2 separate regions of the Mus musculus genome follow, and region 2 is linked to region 1. Evidence: chromatin contacts called from public HiChIP or PLAC-seq data. All regions are on one chromosome and are shown on one strand. Each heading gives the region's core, a stretch centred on a gene start, on an enhancer-like site or on the middle of the called end of the contact. The rest is flanking DNA. Distances are from core to core; before and after follow the strand shown. Region 1 has its middle 9.7 kb from the start of Gm39281. Region 2 holds the start of Tsnax (translin-associated factor X).

Evidence for each region. HiChIP or PLAC-seq counts read pairs in DNA pulled down with a chosen protein or histone mark.
Region 2: an H3K27ac HiChIP or PLAC-seq map of embryonic fibroblasts shows a contact between it and region 1, with 14 read pairs. The contact joins the promoter of Tsnax here to the enhancer-like site in region 1. A contact is called at or near these places in 1 of 39 promoter capture datasets (hippocampal neurons), 59 of 484 Hi-C or Micro-C datasets (the AML12 cell line, B cells, the C2C12 cell line and 41 more), 16 of 115 datasets of contacts at active chromatin or transcription factors (the SCID.adh cell line, astrocytes, bone marrow-derived dendritic cells and 11 more) and 3 of 9 other capture datasets (adipose tissue, liver and pancreatic islet).

The regions. Positions count from the first base shown.
Region 1 is chr8:124,958,353-124,962,647 of GRCm38.p6, reverse strand. No RefSeq gene overlaps it. Among named protein-coding and RNA genes, the nearest start is that of Gm39281, 9.7 kb to the left of the region's middle. Within about 2 kb of position 2,472, at least 93 of the 459 cell types and tissues checked have an H3K27ac peak or open chromatin away from gene starts, as enhancers often do. A contact at or near this core is called in the C2C12 cell line, CD8 T cells, CD8 central memory T cells and 12 more, where this site is marked.
Region 2 is chr8:125,011,180-125,015,474 of GRCm38.p6, reverse strand. It overlaps Tsnax (translin-associated factor X), which reads right to left and starts at 2,434. Exons shown (of 6, transcript NM_016909.3): 1 at 2,263-2,434; 2 at 1,861-1,965. The coding sequence starts at 2,278.

The DNA of each region.
Region 1 (4,295 bases), core at 1,223-3,722:
CACAGAGAAATCTCATCTTGAAAAAGCCTGGTGTGTTGATCCATGCCTGTAATCCCAGCAGTTGGGAGGAAGAGACACAGCACAAGTTCAAGTCCAGCCTGGGCTACATGAGACCCAATCTCAAAAGATAAAGTTTAAAAAGTAATAATAATAATAAATAATAATAATAACAATAATAAAAACAATCCAATAAAATGTCTCCGGTGGGCAGGGTAGGCTCCATGACCATGTGTCTAAACAAACAAACAAAACACCACCAACAAAACAAAACAAAACAAAGCAACAAAACTTGTGGTTCACTCCCCAGTAATCTTGCTCACGCCCAAATCTTGAACCATCTCAGAAGAATCCTCGGTGCAGAAAGGCCCTGTCACTGACCCCAAAATGAAACTCTGTTTCCCTTTCTGTTTCTTTTTGACCCTCTTACATAGCCTAGGCTGGTCCTTGAGGCAGATCCTTTTGTTTCCACCTCCCACTCACCCGGGTTACAGGTGTGCAGTACTCAGCCCACCCCTGGCACAGACACTGTCAGACAACAGTTTCAACAGTTCAGAGAAACTGTTCTGAACCTACCCTTCACTCTGGAATTGTCTGCCTGGAAATTTCTCTGCTCTCTACGTGAATATTCCTGATCCATCTTCGACTTCTCCATGGATCTTCTTTTGAAGGATGCTTTTCTGCTGAGAGGCTCTCTCAGAGCCTCTGATTTAGGCTCGCAGACTTTGCATCTGATTCTCCCCTCCCCCTTCCATTTTCTCCCTGGCTCATGCCCAACTCACACTCACTCCATCCTGGCTTTGGGTCACAGATCACCTCCAACGTTTCCAACTAACATTGATAGTTTTACACACCCGACACACGTGGCTCTTGCACATTCAGCTCACTTCTATTCCCTGTCCCTCAGCCGGTAACTTAAGGCTTTCTCCTCCTTTGTATCACTTGCTACAGATTCAAAACGAAGACAGTTCCAGGTGCCAGCGAGGGTTACAATGTCCAGCCTCTGCCTCTGCCTCTCATCCCTGCACTCACAAAGCAAAAGCAGGTAGGTCTATGAGTTTGAGGCAGCCTGGTCTACAGAGCAAGTTCCATGAGAGCCAGGGCTGCACAGAGAACTCTCTTTGGAGCCGGGGAGGGAGGTTGCAAACAAACAAACAAACAAACAAACACCCCCCCCCCAAAAGTAACAAAAAGTTCTGTCAGCCTCACTTGCTTCATAGAAAGGGGGCTCTTGTGAGATTTGTTAACCAGTGTTGTTCTCTCTGTAAACTTCCAACTCCAAGAAAGCAGCTGCTTCCTTCTGCAAACTCCTCTCCAGTCTGATTTATGTTTTACTCATTTATCAATATCATTATTATATATAATATATACATAGATGATACACATACACACACACAAACAGTCTTGGAATTTGTAGAATTGACCTGGAACTCAGAGATCCTCCTGTCTCTGCTTCCCAACTGCTGGGATTAAAGGCGTGGGCCACCACACCTGGCCATTATTTTTGGGTCAAGGTCTTGCTATATGGTACCTTAAGATAACCAAACTAATTCAGTATTTTAAGTCCTGAGATTACTGGCAGGTGCCACCATGCCCTGCTGCCTGTTTTTTGGAGACAGGGTAGCCCTGGCTGTCCTGGAACTTACTCTAGGTCAGGCTGGCTTTGAACCTAACTTTTTTTTCCTCCGTAGTGCTGAGCATCGGACCCAGGGCCACATGTATGCTAGGCAAACAGTCTACAACAGAGCCATACCTCAAGCCTCTCTTTTTCCTTTTCCAGCATATTTGTTCTCTAGAATGTTAACTCAGCTTCCAAACTTTGACATTCAAGTATTCCGGAATGTAAAATTCCCCTCTCTCTTTCCAAGATGTGTGTGTTTGAGGATGGAATTCTCATCCGGGCCCCACCCCCAGGGCAGGCACTGGCCCCGTTCTGATGATCTGTCTTTGACTCTGACGGCAGCGGGACTTTAACCTCTAGGAATGTGAGGCCCACATATTTGTGTGGCTCTGTGGCCCATTCATCACCAAGAGGGCTCCATTATCAGGGCTTCACCGGATTTAAAACAAAAAACAAAAAAAACAAAAAACAAAAAAACCCAAAAACCAACTTTTTTAAATCCTTAAAGGGAAATCAGCAAGGCTGTACTTGAGTTCCTTGGCTCTTGCTGGACTCTCTCTGGAGTTCTCCTTTCAGCTTTCCTGGCTCGCTTAGAGATCAGCCTGGATGCCTCGGCAAGGCACAGCATTGTTTTCAATGACAGTTTTTAAATTCTTTTGAGACTCAACTGATCTGTTTTCTTCTCTCTTCCTCTCCATCTGTCACTGAGTCTGTTTCTCTGTCTCTCTCTTTCATTTCTTCAGTGCCAGAAAGAGGAATTCAAAGAATGTAATAGAACCCCAACAGGTATGAAAGAAAGAGCTGCATAGACTGTGGAAAGCCCAGTGAGAGTGTATGTGTGTGAGTGTTGTGAGTTTGTGAGTGTGTGTGTGTGATGGGAGGGGGAGGGCTCAGAGAGGAGTCAGAGCCAGAGAGGGGAGGAGGTGGCCAGGCACTCAAAACTCCACCTTCCTCCTGTATGCGGTTGGAGCCCACTGCTTTCGAAGGTTTGTTATGATCACTGTACAGGGGGAGTATGAGTTCTGAGCTGATAAGGTTTATTCTGAACAAGGGCTGGGAGCAGGAGATGGGCTGGGAGCAGGGAGGCTGCCATCTGAGCAGCTCAGACACCTACACAGCAGCACCGTGTAGGGGGCAGGTCAGGGAGACCTGAGGGAGCAAACTGGGCAGGAACTTAATTCTGGGAAGTGTGACTAGCCTGTCCTTCTAAACTCTGTCCTGGACTGTGTGGTTCAGTTTTATCACAGCTAGATCCTCACTGAAAAAGACCAAAGTAGGCATTCCTTGCACGCCCATCAACAAACAGATGAAAGAGGATGTGGGCTGTGTGTGTGTGTGTGTGTGTGTGTGCATGTGTCACAGAACTTATGTAACTAAGCACGTTTTATTCAGCCACATGAAGAATGAAATGATGTGATGTCCTCTGCATCGAGCTGGGTGGAAGTGGAGATCCCTGGGTTAAACAGGCCAGACTCACAACAAGAACGGTTGCGTTTTCTTCCTCTCATGTGGGGTCTAGATTCCTTGTTGTGTGAGACAAGCAGAAAGTGAGAAGAAAGAAGCAACCAGTGGGGGTGGGGGCAAAGGAAGGTAATGAAGGTTGAAAAAGGGATGTGCTTTCTCATATGTGGAATCTAGACTATACACAGACACGCATGCAGGGTGGGAACCATTTGTGGAGAGGAAGGGAACCAGCAAGAGAGGGTGGGGCGGTGAGAGGGCTGGGAAAGGTGTGGGTAAAATGTACTATTCCCGTGTGGGAGAACACCACAACACAACCCATTATTTTGATATCTGCCCACCTATTTATTTATTTGGGTTTTTCAAGACAGGGTTTCCCTGTGTAGCCCTGGCTGTCCTGGAACTTGCTCTGCAGACCTGGCTGTCCTCCTGGAACTTGCAGATATCCATCTGCCTCTGCATCAGAGTGCTGGGGTGCCACTACCACCCAGCTAACTAACCCTTTTAAGATAGAGACATGATGGGTGGGTAAGGGGGACTTTTGGTATAGCATTGGAAATGTAAATGAGCTAAATACCTAATAAAAAATGGAAAAAAAAAAAAAAAAAGATAGAGACATGAGAAGGCTATCCGATCAAGTGAGTTTTTTTTTTTTTTTTTATGTCAACGCAGAGCCCATGGCCATGGGTCCTTAGTCACCAGCCCATGGCCACCACTCTTAAATCCTAGCTACAGTCATGCTTCCTTGTGAGTCAACTGGAACTGACTGCTAACGTTTCCCAGTTTGTGTGGCACCAGCTGTAGGAAGTGACCTCCGAGCCATAGCACTTGGGGGCTTTTAACACCATCGCCAGGTAGGGTTCTCTATGGTAACAGATGGGAGTAAATCAGCAGCTGAGGGAGACTGGGGTGGGGTCATTAGCAGGGAGCTGGGGAGACAGCGAGGGGAACGAGCTGCTAAGACTTTAAGGGTGTCTCTGCAAGACATCAAGGTGGCAGAGAGCCACAAGCAGTGGCAAGGCCCCTTCATCTGTAACTGGAGCTGGCCAACGTCATCGGACTGTAGATGAAATATGGGAGGGGAGTTCCCACCTGTCACCGCTCTAAAGGTGGCTCTGGATGCTTGTTGGTGTGGCATCCAGGAAACAACCAGCCCTTGCCACGACCATGAAGCACCCTCACCCTCGCTGATGGCCAACACCCTCTTCTCTCACTT
Region 2 (4,295 bases), core at 1,185-3,684, 53 kb before region 1:
CTATCCTATCCAGGATACACAAAACCACAGAACTTTGGAATCCCTGGGAGTTTTCAGAAACATCTGTAAAGTGTTTTAAAGTGGCACTGGTTTGTAAATAAATACAACAAGCTACCTCACTATCATCTTCACAGTAACACTATCAGATAGGCTAATACAACCCTATCTCAGGAATAACATTGATGATAGTGATGATGGCCTCTGGATTTTGTCTGACATAATAAATTCAAAGTTGGATGAAACAGAGTTCCTAGCCTCAAAGAGACACAGGTATAAATAATGAGTAATTAAATAAAATATAACAATGATATAAATACATAGGAAAGGGCTAAGGGAAAGGTAACATCCCATGAGTGAATGGATGGTGTCTTAGTCAGCGTTTCTATTCCTGCACAAACATCATGACCAAGAAGCAAGTTGGGGAGGAAAGGGTTTATTCAGCTTACACTTCCACACTGCTATTCATCACCAAAGGAAGTCAGAACTGGAACTCAAGCAGGTCAGGAAGCAGGAGCTGATGCAGAGGCCATGAAGGGATGTTACTAACTGGCTTGCTTCCCCTGGCTTGCTCAGCCTGCTTTCTTATAGAACCAAGATTACCAGCCCAGAGATGGTCCCACCCACAAGGGCCCTCCCCTCTTGATCACTAATTGAGAAAATGCCTTATAGCTGGATCTCATGAAGGCATTTCCTCAACTGAAGCTCCTTTCTCTGTGATAACTCCAGCTTGTGTCAAGTTGACACAAAACCAGACAATACAGATGGGAAGTGAATGAAAGTAACCATCGTGTCCAAGGAGTCACTTGAGCTGGGTATCAAAGAGAACATGGTCCACTGGGCTGGTAATGAAAGCACTAAGTCAGAAACAAATCCAAGCTCAAAGAACTATCCACCTATGAGAGAAAGAAACAGGAAAACAGCAAATATGTGGGAAACGACCAGCTTGCTTCATTCAGTATTCAGCCATGTCAATTTTACCTGGTTTCCTCACACTCATGAAGACCACTGTAGGTGCTATGTTCTTTTAAAACTGTCCACATTAGCCGGGAAGAGGGAGGGGGGGGAGTGGCGCACGTCTTTAATCCCAACACTTGGGAGGCAGAGGCAGGTGGATTTCTGAGTTCGAGGTCAGCCTGGTCTACAGAGTGAGTTCTAGGACAGCCAGGGCTACACAGAGAAACCTTGTCTCGAAAAAAAAAACAAAAACAAAAAAGAAAAAAACACAAAAACAAAAACAAAACTGTCCACACATTAGCTGGGACCCTTCTCTTTACAAGGTGCAACCTAATTCTTTCTTCCTAAATATGAAGCAGTTTTTACTTTGCGTTACTTTTAGCAAATGCAAAGTGGCAAACATCTATATCCCAAAGCCCTTGACTATGGTGGCCTATATTAACATTAGTAAACAGTAAAAAGTCCCACATAAAAAGCATTAAATGTTAAATAATATGGAAATATCTGCCACATTCTTACCAACTGTTCTGTATGTAACATCATCTTCACACTTACCATTTACTAGCACATATATTTATATTTAGAGTGTGTTAGATTGGTTACTAGACTGGCAAGACTTATTTTGAGGTAGCACTCTGCATAGAACAGGAACTATTAGTGAATCTCGTACATACATGTACACTGGTATTCTTGTTCTATTAACTTGGTCAAGTTATCCTGATATCGGAATGTTTAGAATACAGATTTTTTTTTTTTCTGGGCAGACCTAGCACCAACACGAAACATTCAGGAAAACTAAGCCTTACATCGGCATGGACTAAAGGCTCCCTAACCGACCCCACACCCGAACACTACGGCGACACGATTGTTACGGTTATGGTTCTAATTCTCCTAATGGAAACTTACATTTGAAGGCCAGCATCACCGGCGAAGACAAACTGGCATCCTTCCCCTCTCTCCTTTGGTTATGTGGGAAGGTGTCATGCTTCCTCTTCCTGAACCCTCCTGGTCCTTAGGCAGAAAAGAAGAGATGGATGGAGCCCTTGCGATGCCGCGCTAGCACAGCCCAGGCTATCCCCTTCGTCCCCCGGTACCCACAGGGCTCGACCTCTCCAGCCACACACAGGTCCCCAAACTCGTGCACTGGTGCAGGGGTCGCACAAAACGCGGCTTGAGACCCCAGGCACCCGGCTGCGCTCTGGGTCGGTCCGCAGGGTCCCCTGGGGGCGTGCGATGGATGGCACGGTGACAGCCGAGCACAGGGGCCAGGCCCTGCCAGCCCCTCCCCTCCACGCGCCGGCCCCGCACCTTCTTTGCCGTTCATGGCCGCGGGGCCTCGGCTTGCACGCGCAGGGATCGCAGCCGCCGGGCCAGCTCAGCGAAAGGCCGTCGCGGGACGCCGCGCTGAGCCCGTGGGTGACAGCGCACACCACCCTGGTCGCAGTAGGCGGCCGCCGGAAGCGGATCCTTCACGCAGCCTCAGCCGGGAGCTGCGTCCGCCGCGGAGTCCCCTCGGCCGCACACACTTCCGGCCCGTGTCCCACACCGCCTGGGCGGGCATGCGGGCGGGCGCGCTCCTGCAGCAGCGCACGTTTCCGGCCGGGCTCCCGGCGCGCTCCCTGTGCTGCACATACTTCCGGTCTGTGTCCCGGCTTCTCCCACGTCCAAGTGCCTACCCGGCGCTCTCTCTCAGTCGCGCATGCTTCCGGTGTGCCAGGTTGTGGTGCAAGCCGTTGAGTGCCTACCTGAGCTGTGTAGTCCTGTCGCGGGCAGCGGCCTCCTGTCCCCTCGCCTCTCTGAGCAGCCTCCTGCGTCCATGCATGCCCTTGGCATGTGCTGGGTGCGTGGCACCTGGAAGTGTCGCAAGGTCTTCGAAGAGAAGCAGCTTTGGAATAGATGGAAAGTTTGGTCACATTGTCAAGCCCTAAGGCTGTTGTTTGAGCACATGCTACCTCACCTAGCTAGTACCATTCCTTTGAGGCTTCCAGCAGCCCATTAGAGACCATGCTCAATTAAGATTACTTATTGAACAAAGCCCAACATCTTGAGTCAAGTTCAGCCATGTGCATGTTACAGACATTTTAGTCACACAGTCTGTTCTTGTTAACTTAGGAACAGACACACTTATGGAAATGATATACGTAGAATTAGCCAGTGAAGTCAAGGCCACAACAGCATCACAGGAGGGTCTCCCAGCTCAAAAATCAGGCCATAAGCTGTCACCATTGAATCAGCAAAAAGCTAGATGGTTTGGGCAGAGTCCTGCATGAAAAGGCTGTGGGGGAACAACAATGGATGAATGTTGGACACATAACCATCTTGAATTTCTGTGACTTCTGAGCCCACATTCACCAGTTGTCTTAGCGTTTGTATTCCTGCACAAAACATGACCAATAAGTTGGGGAGGAAAGGGTTTATTCAGCTTATACTTCCACATCGTTATTCATGCCAAAGGAAATCAGGACAGGGACTCACACAGGAAGGAACTTGGAGGCAGGAGCTGATGTAGAGGCCATGGAGGGGTGTTTCTTACTGGCTTGCTTCCTCTGACTTGCTAAGCCTGCTTTCTTATAGAACCCAGGACCACTAGCCCAGGGATGGCACCACCCACAATGGGCTGGGCCCTCCCCCCTTGATCACTAGTTGAGAAAATGTCTTACAGCTGGATCTCATGGAGGCATTTCCTCAAGGGAGGCTCCTTTCTCTGTGATAACTCCAGCTTGTGTCAAGTTGACACACAAAACCAGTATTCCACTATTTTTGACGATGTGGGGCTACAGGGATTGCTCAGTAGGTGAAGTACTTGCCCTGCAGGCATACAGGACCCAAGTATCACCGAGAACCCATATAGAACATCACTGAGGAGATGGAGAGATACAGATCTTTGGGGCTTGCTGGCTAGCAGGTTAGAGGTTCTGAGCCAGTGAGAGACCCTGTCTCTAAAAACTGAGAGGTGAAGAACACCTGGGGAACGATATCTGCTATTACTCTCTCTCTCTCTCTCTCTCTCTCTCTCTCACACACACACACTCAATACATGCATGCATGAGACACATGCATGAGCAAAAACAACAACCAAAATATGACCTGACCATGCTTTAAAAAAAAAAAAAAAAAAAAAAAACCTCCTAGGATATCAATGTCTTACTCTAATGTCCCCCGGGATTCAAGAACAGCAGTAGCTGGGACCATCTCACCGTTCATACTAATTTACCATACACTGGAAGTGTATGCTTTCTAACTCCCAAAACAGCTCTCAAGGCTTCTCTCCCAGTACCTGACTCATCATTTTCCTCCTGCAGCCCCTCCCTGCCTCAGCTACAGCTCTGCCACCTGAGCAT